Linked DNA regions of Sus scrofa: region 1 is linked to region 2. A link is a contact called in public Hi-C data. All regions are on one chromosome and are shown on one strand. Each heading gives the region's core, a stretch centred on a gene start, on an enhancer-like site or on the middle of the called end of the contact. The rest is flanking DNA. Distances are from core to core; before and after follow the strand shown. Region 1 overlaps SNRK (SNF-related serine/threonine-protein kinase). Region 2 holds the start of SNRK (SNF-related serine/threonine-protein kinase).

Region 1 (6,263 bases), core at 1,056-3,555, 34 kb after region 2:
TGGTATATTAACGTTTTAGATTTTGTAACTAATGTTATAATAAAATTGGACAAAAATTAGAAATTTTTCCCATAAGCTTGTAAAAAAAAAGTATTTAGATTTCACAAGACACTTTTTTAAAGGATGTAATTTTGGAAAGGTATGAGTTCGTAGCTGATTCTTGCTTCACCAAGACATATATTTATTTATTTATTTTGTCTTTTTAAGGCTGCACCCATGGCATATGGAGGTTCCCAGGCTAGGGGTCATATCGGGACTGTAGCTGCCGACCTACGTCACAGCCACGGCAACACCAGATCCGAGCTGCATCTGTGAACTACACTGCAGCCCATGGCAATGCCTGATTTTTAACCCACTGAACGATGCCAGGGATTGAACCTGCGTCTTCATGGCGGCTAGTCGGATTCATTTCCACTCAGCCACAACAGGAACTCCCAAGGTATTTAGATACTTGGAGGGATTTTTCTGAGGGTGGCAATTCCTAGGAAGTCAGAGCATCCAGACTGACTTTGTCTGGGAATGTACTGAGGTGGGTGATTTTGGTGGCTCTGGCTTCAGGGTCACCTTTCCCTTTAGAACCCTCAGGTTTGTCTAGAAGCAAGAACATAGAACTAGAGGGTTGTGGCCAGCAGCACTATCCTGATGCCTTCCCAGGCATTAGGGGACCCCAATCCTCTCCCTAGGCACTGTAGAAATAAGTTACCACCAGGAAAAAGGTCACCCAGGGAGTCTGTGGACCTATAACCCTGCCCCCCCCCCTTTTTTTTGATCACACTGTGTAATACTGTCAGGGATGCTTATAAACATCAGTGAGTTTAATATTTGAGTTTTCTTAATCCTTGAAGGAAGTTGTTTGCACTAAAAATTAAGTATTTCCTACTATAGCTATTAATGCTAAGTAGGGTGAGATTGGTCTATGCAGACATTAAGGGGATCTTGCAGAATGAAGGACCTCAGACCACAGGTTGAGAATCACTGGCCCACTGAATACAGACCATGTCTAGACTCCCCCCCCCCCTTTAAAATTAAAGTGTAGTTGATTTACAGAATTGTGCCAATTTCTGCTGTACAGCAAAGCGACTTAGTTATATACACACACACATTCTTTTGTTCTTTTCCATCATGGTCTATCCCAGGAGATTGGGTATAGTTTCCTATGCTATACAGTAGGACTTTATTGTTTATCCTTTCTAAATATAATAGTTTGCATCTACTAACCCCAAACTCCCAGTCTATCCCTCTCCCTCTCCATTCCCCCGTGGCCGTCCTCACCAGTGTCAGGTGGTACGTCATTGTAGTTTTGATTTGCAGTTAGTGATACTCAGCATTTTTTCATGTGCCCACTGGCCATCTATACATCTTCCTTGGAGAAAAGTCAATTTAGGTCTTTTGCCCATTTTTTGATTGGGTTGGTTTTTTTGTTTTTGCTGAGTTGAATGAGTTTTTTGGTATTTTGGAGATTAAGTCCTTATTGGTTGCATCATTTGCAACTATTTTCTCCCATTCAGTAGATTGCCTTTTTTTTTTTTTTTAATGTTTTCCTTTGCTGTGCAAAAGCTTGTAACTTTGATTAGGTCCCATTTGTTTATTTTTGTTATTACTATTGCCTTGGGAGACTGACCTAAGAAAACATTGGTACAATTTATGTCAAAAAATGTTTTGTGTCTTCTAGTAGTTCTATGGTGTCATGTAAAGAAATGTCTTTAAGCCATGTTTAAGTCTTTTTGAGTTTATTTTTGAAACAGTTAATTTCTAATTCAAGTAATAAACAAATGTTCTTGTGAGATAATTCAAACAACGCAGAAGTATATTTGATAAGAAGCATGAAATCCCTTTTGCTTTTTCCTGCTGGTCCTACTCCTACAATCTAGAATGATACATATAGTATTGTTTGCCCAGACACACTTTTAGAAAGAAACAGATAAGTAGTGGTGTCCACATTTTAGAGGAGAGAGAACTAAGACATGTAGAAGCCAGGTCACTTGGCCAAGAATATGTAGCTAGTTAAACGGCCCTGGTGGGGTTTGAACCTTGGTCTCTCTGATGCTTTAACCCAGGCATACTTTTTTCACTAGGCCATACTGAGAGAATTCTCACAGCTCTTAGGTTTTAGCCTGGCGTCTATAAAGTTCATTTCCTAACTGGTATCAGAATGACTTAGGAAGGAATGTTGAGCTGGAAGAGTGTCTACTGCTTGTCTGGTTTGGATGTGTGTGAACGTGTATAGTCCCACAGTGTGTGATTGATAACCTTTGGGTTCTTGAACTTTTCCCTGTTTTCTCTCCACTTGAAAAAACAAGTTTGCATAATGCCTTAAACAGCTGACACTGCAGCTTGTCCTTAATGACTCTCCCTCCCCTCACCCCACACACACTACTCTCAGCACTTCTTAGTCCCCTTTCCCTTTCAGCTTTTTATTTGAAGTACATGAAGTACACTCACTACCCATGTACCTTAAACCTCGACTTCTGCTGCTTTCTGCGGGGCTCTACCTGAACAGTATTTGCAGAAGTACTGCTTTGTCTTTAGTTTCAGGCTCACTCCGTTCAACACACTTCTGTCGAGCAGGCATTACCTGGGTGCAGGGGACATATTCTGCACTCTGGGAGCTCTGAGCAATGGAGGAAGACAAGAGAGCATCTGTAATTGCAGTGTATTATGGTGATGCTGAAACTACCAGGTAGCCCAGGTCGCCAGGTTGGCAGGCGAGCATGGGGAGATCTCAGGGAGGGTGAAGCACACGTTGGAATTGATGGGATTTCCCTGACATGGAAGTCAGAGGACCACAAAGTGTAGAGTCTGGGATAGGTGGGTGGTGGTGCCAGTGACCAGGTTAGAACACAAATGAGGACAAATAGGTTTGGGTAAAAGATGATAAGCCTCTTTGGGGCAACATTTATTTCTGAAGTCCCCAAGGTGTATTTAGGTGCATTCAGGTCTGGGAAAGAAGTTTTTTGAAGTAGGTGCGAGATGATGATATTCATTCTCACTCTTTTTTATAAAGAGAAGAAATGATTCCTTGTTAAATAATAAAGGTTTGCTTCTAACTGGAGTGTTGATAAACCAGGAATAATAGAGCTATTCTAAAACATGGACTTGTCCAAATTCTTTACTCCTCTTCTGCCTCACTCTTACACTGTTCAGATTACCTGACAGTTTTCTACTTTCCCTATGGTTTCTAGTTATGTCCCTTAGATCCAACTAGTTATCTTGTTCAGAGCAGAAAAGAATCTTTAGTAACCAGAGCTCTAGCTGATTTTGAACATAGGTGAGTCGTTCGTACTGTGTGGGTAGGAATTCACATCAGTAGACCATAGAGGTTAGGTTTCTGAATATCATACAAGAAGCAAAGATCCATGGAGTTCCCATTGTGGCGCAGCAGAAACTCATCTGACTAGCCTCAATGAGAACACAGGTTCGATCCCTGGCCTCTATGCCTTGCTCAGTGGGTTAAGGATCCAGCATTGCCACGAACTGTGATGTAGTTTGCAGATGCGGCTCAGATCTGGCATTGCTGTGGCTGTGGCATAGGCCGGTGGCTACAGCTCCAATTAGACCCCTAGCCTGGGAACCTCCATGTGCAAAAAAAGAAACAAAGGTCCTAGGTTTCATTATAGACCCCCTGGAACCTGCACACTTCTACTATAGCAGTACTTGCTATTCTGAGAAAGCATTCCCTTTAACATTAGTATTGGGTCATATGTCAGTTGCTGTTGACCGTAGTTGGAACTGAAAAGTGATTGCATAAATTCTGCCACTTGTGAGTGGTATTGTAAAAGGTGCTGGTCCCAAATTCATCTGTAGCGGTTTTAGAACATTCTGTTCCTGTTGATTTCATGACTTATTGCTACACTGATAAAAGAAATCCAGAGGGAAAAATAGAAGTTTCTACCTAAAACCTTTCTTCTGGTTTCCCTATTTTTATTACTTTCTAATCCCTCGTCATTCTTTTGCTGTCTAGATAGTTCACTTCAGAAATGATTTTTCAGAAAACCTCTCAGTAGTCGTGACATTCCCCCTCCACACCCTCTTGCAGTTACTTTTCCTCAAATTAATCATTCTTTTATTCTATTTTGTTTTCATTTTTTTCTTTTGTTAGCTTGCCTAAATGAACTTTGTAATATCAACTCCACTTCCAACTCTAGAAATAGCATAATTCAGTTGATCATCATAATTATGATGAATTGACCTACTGAATGTCAGCAGATGAGACGGGCGCTCATTTTTGAGATCTTATTTTCAGCTAGCCTGAAAGCCAGTAAGGGGATCAGTAATTCCCATCCTTTGTACTAACAGAGACTTTATTATCTTTCCACCTCACCCACAGTTCTATGAGTTGAAAGTTTTTGTTTTAATCAAAGGAACTGTATTCTATGAAGTGATATTTTCTTTTTCTATTATTAACCAAGGGTCTATAGCCAGGTCCAAAATAAAAACAAATGCTTCAGATAGTATCAATATTAGTATCATTTTTCAGATGGTTGATGTTTGTTAACCTGTGGACCTTTAATATGAATAAACAATTCCACTAGTATTTTTTAAAGTGAAAATAATGTAAAGTCCCCATTCCATGCTCTTTCTCTAACTTTCCCCACCCATCTTTACCTCTCCAGTTACAGACTTGGTGGATTCCCTTGTGGTCGTAGATCTCAAGTTGAGGCTATGATCTTATACTTTGTGAGTTCGTAGTTTTAGTAGCAAGTTATTTTTTTTAACAGAAAAGATAATTTTAAATATCCACTAAATGAATTTTTATTAGGACAAGTACCACCTCCCTTCCTTTGAAGCAGTTCTTAGTCCTGTAATACCAGGTGTCTAGTCCTGGGAACCAAACCCCTGAGTTATCACCTTTTCCACGCTGAATTACTGAAAAGGCCTTCCCTGTTTCTTTCCCCCCATCTCCATTAGTTTTTCTTCTTTGTGTTGGCTTTGGGCCTTCTTAAGCTTACTTGTTTCTATTACCCATTGTCTGTTTCTCACAATGAATTAGTAGCCCTGTAACAGCAAGGGAGTGTCTCATTTATTTCTGTGTTCACTGTCCAGAATAGAGCACAGGTGAACAGGAGCAGGGCAGCAGCAGCAGCCTCCTTGGGAGGGCTTTCTGTATGCTGGGCTCTGTCTTGTTTATATGGTTTCTAGCCCTTCTATAATGCCCAGAACATCTTTAAGAGGAAGCACCTCACTGTTACTAACTTGATTAAAGGCACACACACCACTTTGTGTTCCTTTAGTGACTATTTTTATCTTTTTCCTTTGGCCCTTAGGATGAAAGGTTAATTCTTTTGGATGCGATGGTAAACGGGATTGCTTCCCTAATTTTGGGGGGTGGGGGGTTGTGCCTGGGCTATGGGATGGAAATCCTGTGAAATCAGATTGTTATGATCATTATACAACTACAGATGTGATAAATTCATTTGAGTAATAAAATAAATAAAAAGGATGAAAGGTTAATGATTCAAAGACAAGAAATAGAGTAAGAAGGAAATACAAAGTATGGACAATAAGAAGATGGAATAAACGGGCCCTTGAATAATGTTGTCTCAGTAAGAGGGTCATTCACCCTTTCCAAAACTTTACTGCCTCAGTTCTTCTCCAGTTTAAATGCTTCAAATCATGTTATTTAGCTAGGTTTCTCAAAGTATAAGCATTTCCACGTTCAGAAATTATTTGAACCCTAACTGAAGTAAGTGGAAACATGTATATCTATTCCTTGTCATTTTTTTACTCTTCTAGTCATGCATCACTTCCTAACTAGCAGAGTGTGTTAGTTTGCTTGGGCAAATGATCTAACGTTTTCAAATAATGGACTTCCTTGTTGCTGTTCTTTTGGTTTTTTTTTTGTTTGTTTGTTCCGGGCTGCACCCACAGCATGTAGAAGTTCCTGGGCCAGGGATCGAACCTTTGCCACAGCAGCGACCTGAGCTACTGCAGTGACAGTGTGAGTACTTAATGTGCTGAGCCACACAAGAACTCCCTTTGTTGCTGTGGAGGTTAATACTTAACGGAAAAAGAAAGTTTCTCTAACCAAATAAGAATTTGGGGTCATTATTAGTTGATATTTATATTATTTGTTATGTTTTTAGATCATCAGTTTTGTATAATTGTGCTGTCAGATATTATCTCCACTTTAGCATAGAGAAAAAATAAAAACCCAAATTAGTTTACCCACAGTTAAATTATGAGATGGTGGAAGAAATAGTGTAACCAAGCTCATTTTATAGAAGTTATTGTTTTTTAGGATTTAAATGGAAAGATAGGAATAT
Region 2 (6,151 bases), core at 1,158-3,657:
AACAGTATCTAGAGAAGGTAACCTTGTTATACACACTACTTTGGGGGTAGTCCCAAGATGAAAAATGGCAATTTCTTCCATGAATTGGCTTGCTTTTCACATCTTGATCTAATTTTTATCATCTCCCTGGTTGCTTCTTTCTTTCTTTCTTTTTAGGGTGCACTTGAAACACATGGAAGTTCCCAGGCTACGCCATAGCCACAGCAATGCCAATCCGAGCAGCATCTGTGATCTACACCACAACAATGCCGGATCCTTAACTCACTGAGTGAGGCCAGGGATCGAACCTGAGTCCTTATGGATGCTAGTCAGATTTGTTTCTGCTGAACCACGATGGGAACTCCCCTGGTTGCTTTCCAATAAACAACTTCTTCCTTAAATCAGTGGCATTATGTTATTTCTGAGATCTGACTCACAGAGACTGTAATCCAAGCCTGCATGCTCCATCTTGTCGTTTTTTGTAGAATGCTGTATATCTAATTAAAGCTTCTTACAGGTCCATAAAAAGACCTAACATTAAAATATCAGCCTGGGTTGGAGAAAGCCCCAGGGTGGACTGAAGAAGGGGGTTCTTCATTAACAATAAAGGCATTTTGCTTAAATTCAAAGTTAAGTGATCATATATTAATTTGTACTTGAATATTTAAAAATATTGCCTAAGCATAATCAGATCATGTTACCACATTGATAGTGTGGAACTGAAAATGGGTCATGTTCTTGCCAGCAGCACTTCAGCTTCCCAAGAAACACTGGGGATGCATAAATGATTTACCACGTGGCCGGTACGGCATCCCTCTCTGTGGAAGAGAATTTGAGCAGACTTTATTTAAACCAACGTATTATTCTGTTTCTTTCATTTATTGTTTTGCTATTCTTATGCCCTGTTTTTCTTATAGAATTTATTCAAAACCTGAGTGACCCAGCAGCAACATTAATACTTTCTCTTCCTAGGGCTTATCTACTGAAGCCATTGTTCTGTAGTTACTGTTCTATCTCAGGGGCTAGAGACCTAGCAATAGAGGCCTTTTAACCACTGAAAATCCTCTGGGAGAGCATTAGAGTGGTAATTTCACCCCTTTACTTGGTGACAGGGTTCCCTGAGTAGTGATATCTCCCTAAGGAGAAAAGTGCAAGGCCTTCTCATTTTCCAGCAACAAAGGAAGGAATTCCATAAACCAAGTTAGAAGCTGTGAGTTATTCTTTCTAAGCCAGTGTTATCCCAGAGTTGGAGCCTTGACTCTGCCCTGAGGGTCAGAGACCCCCTTTAATAGAAAACCTTACTTACTACCCTGAGGGTTTGCACCTCCCAACAATCCACTCCTGCTTCCCAGTCATCTTCAGACACCTGGGAGAGAGTCTGAAAGAAGAGCCTTCTGACATTTGCAGGTCCAAAGAGACTTTTGCTAAAGCTATCTAAATTTCTCTTCTCATCCAGACGATTTAATCAAACTTGGAGCACCTAAGCAGTAGTTTTTGTTTGTTTTACCCCTGCTTGTGTCTTTCACTGCGAGGGTTCCTTTCTTCCGGGAGGGGTGGAGATCAAGGGAGAATCAGGGAAAAGTAGGTTGGAGAAATCTGGCATCTGGCTTGTCACTCCCTTCCAGGAACCCTGGAGAGCCGAACTCCATTGCGCGCCAAGCTTCCAAGAGTGGGAGACGGGAGCCCTTGCTCCTCTTTGCCACCCTCCCAAACCCAACCTCTGGCCTGCGCTAAGCTCCCTGCGGGAGCCACCCGGCTGGTGACCATGCTGCGGAACCATCTAGTGTACGGTTAATGCCCGGCGTGTTCTGAATCCCTGACTTCATGTTTTAATACTTCCCACGACTTTTCACCTTTCCACGCTTTTCCTGAGGAGGCCGCCTGGCTAGGCAAATGCCTCCCGGTGACCTTTAAAGCCAGCGCTGCATTCAAATGCTGGGTTTTTCTCCTTTTGTTTAAATAGCAACAAAATCAACAAAATTCCTTCAAATTGGATTCCCAGAGAGAAGAAACTGTAGAGAGAGAGGAAAAAAAATATATATACGAATACATATTGAACACTTTCCCTATTCTTGCTTAAACTTGTGTCGGGAGATGGGGTGAGCCTTTAAAAGGGTACAATGCCCTCATCCCCGGGGCCCAGGACGCAGAGTCCTGTGAGGATGCGGTCCCTTCTCTCCGATTTCCCCCACTTTTCTGGGGGGAATTGTCCTTTGTCCCTACTGCTTACTCCTTCATCATCCTCTCTCCTGCTTCGGCGCTCGCCCCTTCCTACCGCCAGCCGCAGCGCAGACACTGGGGTCGAGAAGCTGCCAGGATGCCCTCCAGCACCACGCTCGCGGGAGCCCGCAGGTGCTCCCCGCCCCGCCCTCCCCGAGGCCCGGCCCCGGCGCACGCGTCATAGTGACGTATGTCTCGCGCAGGCGCATATCGGCCCTCAGCCCCACCCCCTCCCCGCGGCCCGCCGCCCGCTTGGTATTATGATTAGCGCTGGGTGCGGGGATTCGGCGGCCGGGAGGGAGTCTTTGGCGCCGCGGCCGCTGTGGACTGACGCCGCCTGCCAGCTGAGGTAGGAGCGAGCGCAGAGCTCGGTCAGGCGCCGCGGCCGTGGGCGGGGGTGGGGCCGGCCTCCGCCGCCTAGTCGCCTCGGCGGTTGCCGGGCTGGGCTCTCGGGCCGGGGCGCCCGCCGCAGGCGGAAAGTAAGTTGCGCGCTCCGCGCTCTCCGCGCCGGCCGCGTCTCGGGCCCGGACTGCGGCGGCCCAGACTCGGCGCGGCGGCGGCGGCGGCGGGGCCTGGCGCCTGGCGGCGGGCGGCGGCGGGGCCCGGACGGGAGCGGGCACTGCGGCGGCTGGCCGCGGGCGCACCGAGGCCCTGCCCTTGGGGCCGCAGCGGGATTGCGGCACCTCGGGAGGCGCCCGCATCCCCACGCCCCGCCCCGGAGCGGGCCGAGTGCGGCGTGTATTCTTCACCAAATGTGTTTTCCTTTCTCAAAAGATCTAGCAATCTGGCGCAGCAAGGGAATTCCTTGCTAAAACTGCAGCCGTACAATAGAATGGGGATATTGTTGTCTGTAGAGAAAGGGCATCGGGGTAAGGAAGGAGGAGCAGTGCCATTCCCAAGGGACAGCTAGAATTTTTCAGATTGGAAAACCTCCTTTCTTTTCCATAGTCATCGCCTGTTGATTTCTTTCTGGACCGTTTTGCAAAAGCCTTCCTGACTTTAACTTGGACTTGGGATCTAGGAAAGTGACAACCTTTTATCCTGGGCCGGGAGGGGTGGTCCTGGAGCTGTGCTGTTCCTAACAGTTGGATCAGATAAAATCCAGTCGCTTTATAGGGAGTTCGGTTCAAGTCCAGTATTGGAGAGGTGGGGTTTAGCAGTAGTCAACCGACAGACGTCTGAGAATATAGAATTTTTCAAACTGTCAAGTTACTTTTTCCTCCTTTCCATTTAATTGAGTACATTTTCACAGTCTTAGGAGCAGCTGGTAAAGCTGACTTAATGCGTTTCACGTTTTATGGTGAAAGGTGAAGCATGGTGAGCAGGTGATGAACTGCAAGTGTTTGGCAGCCTGTTTAATTTCCACCGGATTCCTATCAAGCATCAGCTGCTGCAGTTTAGGTTCCTTGTATGGGGTTGGGGAACTAGCCTCAAATCAGTCTAATTTATCGGGATCTGTCTCAGTGTACTTTAAAGCCTAGCGTTGTCAAGGTTTATGTAATCAATTTGTTAATTTATGATCTTGCTACATTGCTCTCCAGATTTATAAAATCATTCCCTTGAGGAAATCTGTCTTCAACGTCTGCTTAAATATTTCTGTTGGAATTGGATTCCTGAAGAGGAATGTACTGTACAAGTGGTGATTAAAGTGTTCTAATTAGACAAGTTTCTTTAAAAAAAAAAAATCATGTTGATTCTTCTGTTTGACTGTCTAATTGTTCCTCTTAGGAAAACAGACGACATTCCCATTTTACAGAACTAGAAATGAAAGAAATTAAATGACATTCCCAAGGTCACATATTGAAGCAGTGTAGTAATTGAAACTGCACTGTGCTAACTTTTCTTAATATTCCATCTTTAAGGCTTTCCAGACAGGGAACTTAGAGTGCTACCTTTCTATTTTTTAAATTTGCAAAATCGACTTTTATTGTTTTCTTTTGTGCAGAAAAGTTACTCTCACAGTATTAATTTTCTACTATTCTGAGTTTTTCTGTATTACTGCAGTAGGATCGATTTGTTTGAAACATACAAGAACCCAGATGTTATGTAATTTTTATTTTTCTAGAACATAAATAAAGATTGGGCCTTTATGGTTCAAATGTAATTTCAAAATCCTAAAATGAAGACTTTCAAATGTCCTTATTAAAATCAAAGGGCTTTCAGATATTTTTATTAGTCTCAAGAAATGCTTTTTGTCTAAACTTTCCTATAGGTGTTTCATACAGAAAGTGAAACTAAATTAAAAAAAAAGAAACCACCCTATTTTTTGAGATACTGAACAGCCATAGGTCTAAGTATTGATATAAACAAGGCTTGATTTCTTTCCTGAAGCAGCTTGTCCGAGCCTAAGAACCCATTATACTGCCCACGAAGAAAGGGTACAAGTATACTTTCCACATGGTCAGAATTACAGGATTTAAAAATGTAGATGAGGACCCCTAAAGACTTGATTTTACTGCATGTAAGCTGTTTGCTTAACAACCAAAAGTTAAGAGTTTTTAGCCAAGATGCTTTGATAAGAAAACTGTTACTCAGAATATAGGTACTTCCCAGTGTGCATGTATGTGCAGGTACAGTCTTAGAGCAATTTAGGTGGAAAAGCTGAGTGGTTTGTGGCAGTTTTGAAGGTAAACCTAACCTCTGATCTTTTATTCATGGAGCCTTTGGCTATTCTGGGGGCCCCGGGTTGGAGGGTAGCAATAGAAAAGTGAATAAAAACTAGTTCCTCCCTTTATGCTATTGTAAATTTTATTTACACTGAGGTAAACAATGACAGGATCAAGTGCTGTGGTGAGGCATTGGCAAAACTCCTGGGCAAGGAATGATCTGACTTGGGACTGCTTCATCTAGGAGGTGGTGGTGAACCCGTCTTGAAGGACAGGTAGAGGGCCCAGGCAGAGAAGAGGGGAAAGGGCTCCAAGGGTTGAGGGAGACAAGGTCAGGTGGTGGAAGAAGAGCTTAGATCCAAGTGGGTAAAAGGGGGTTGAGGAAGTAGAGACAGTGTAGCTATTTTTGTTTTTGTGTTTGTTTTTTTAAGAATCTGGAAAGGAAGGGGGAGGAGTGGGGCAGTAGCTCTGGGGATGGAAGGGGACATATTTGGTATTCTTTTTTAGTTTGGGAGCAGCTAGTGCAAAAACCTCTTGAACCTAGGGGCTCAGGAGTGAACACTGGAAATGTGTTGTCTGTTCTGGATGATCTGGAGCTGCATTATTCATGCTGTGGATCATTTCCTCATCTTGTTTTTCTGTATATCTGCTTTGGGTTGAAGCCTTACGTCCCATGGGAGAGCCTTTGCTGCTGGTGGTAGGGGAGGAACCTGACTAAAGAGGATTCTTGCTTTGCATTCCCTGAACATTTATTTCTCTCCTGTCACTTGCAGAGCCTCCTGAGATTCTGCTTTGGCACCTCCAGAGTTTGGCCTCTGCTCAGGTAGGCTCTTTCATGACAAAGCAGGCCTCTCTTCCCTCTCCTTACTTGTTATGTTGTATTCCCCAGACTGCTTCATGCGACTACTCAGCAGTTCCTTCAGAGTCGGAAGGCCTTGTCTGCACCATGATGTGTCTCAAAGCAAGATTGGGGAGAGGGGTGTCTGTCTTTCTGTCTCTTTAAACACAGACCCCACCTCAGTTATATGTTGGCCTCAAATGTAATGTGGGTTATGAAATCAGTGCTCCAGGACTTGTAACTGGTCACATCAAAGCCTCACTGGGCCTCAGTTTCTCAGTTGTTTACATGCAGTTATCTTTCTCAAACCCCAAAGACCGTCAGCTCCTCGAAGGCAGAAACCTCTTCTTTGATTTCTGTATCTCCAGGCTAGTGTAATACCTCATGCATAGTCAGTGTACCCAAGAAATGTCATGATGAAGAAACTTAAAAAATCTAAACTTTAATTTGTTGCCCATTAATGGAAACCATAACCCATTTTAATCTGTTTTAATTCAGATGGGTTGGA

What was found. A called contact is a pair of places that touch in the nucleus more often than the background predicts.
Region 1: a Hi-C map of liver shows a contact between it and region 2, with 4 times the contacts expected there. The contact joins the enhancer-like site here to the promoter of SNRK in region 2. A contact is called at or near these places in 1 of 5 promoter capture datasets (liver), 6 of 47 Hi-C or Micro-C datasets (embryonic fibroblasts, heart right ventricle, liver and 2 more) and 1 of 2 datasets of contacts at active chromatin or transcription factors (skeletal muscle).

The regions. Positions count from the first base shown.
Region 1 is chr13:26,700,411-26,706,673 of Sscrofa11.1, forward strand. All of the region lies in intron 4 of SNRK (SNF-related serine/threonine-protein kinase), which reads left to right. Among named protein-coding and RNA genes, the nearest start is that of SNRK, 34 kb to the left of the region's middle. Within about 2 kb of position 2,306, at least 8 of the 83 cell types and tissues checked have an H3K27ac peak or open chromatin away from gene starts, as enhancers often do. A contact at or near this core is called in liver, where this site is marked.
Region 2 is chr13:26,666,801-26,672,951 of Sscrofa11.1, forward strand. SNRK (SNF-related serine/threonine-protein kinase) reads left to right here and starts at 2,408. Exons shown (of 8, transcript XM_021071714.1): 1 at 2,408-2,548. The coding sequence starts at 2,460. LOC102166555 (a long non-coding RNA gene) reads right to left here and starts at 2,326. Exons shown (of 2, transcript XR_306751.3): 1 at 2,210-2,326; 2 at 1,775-1,991.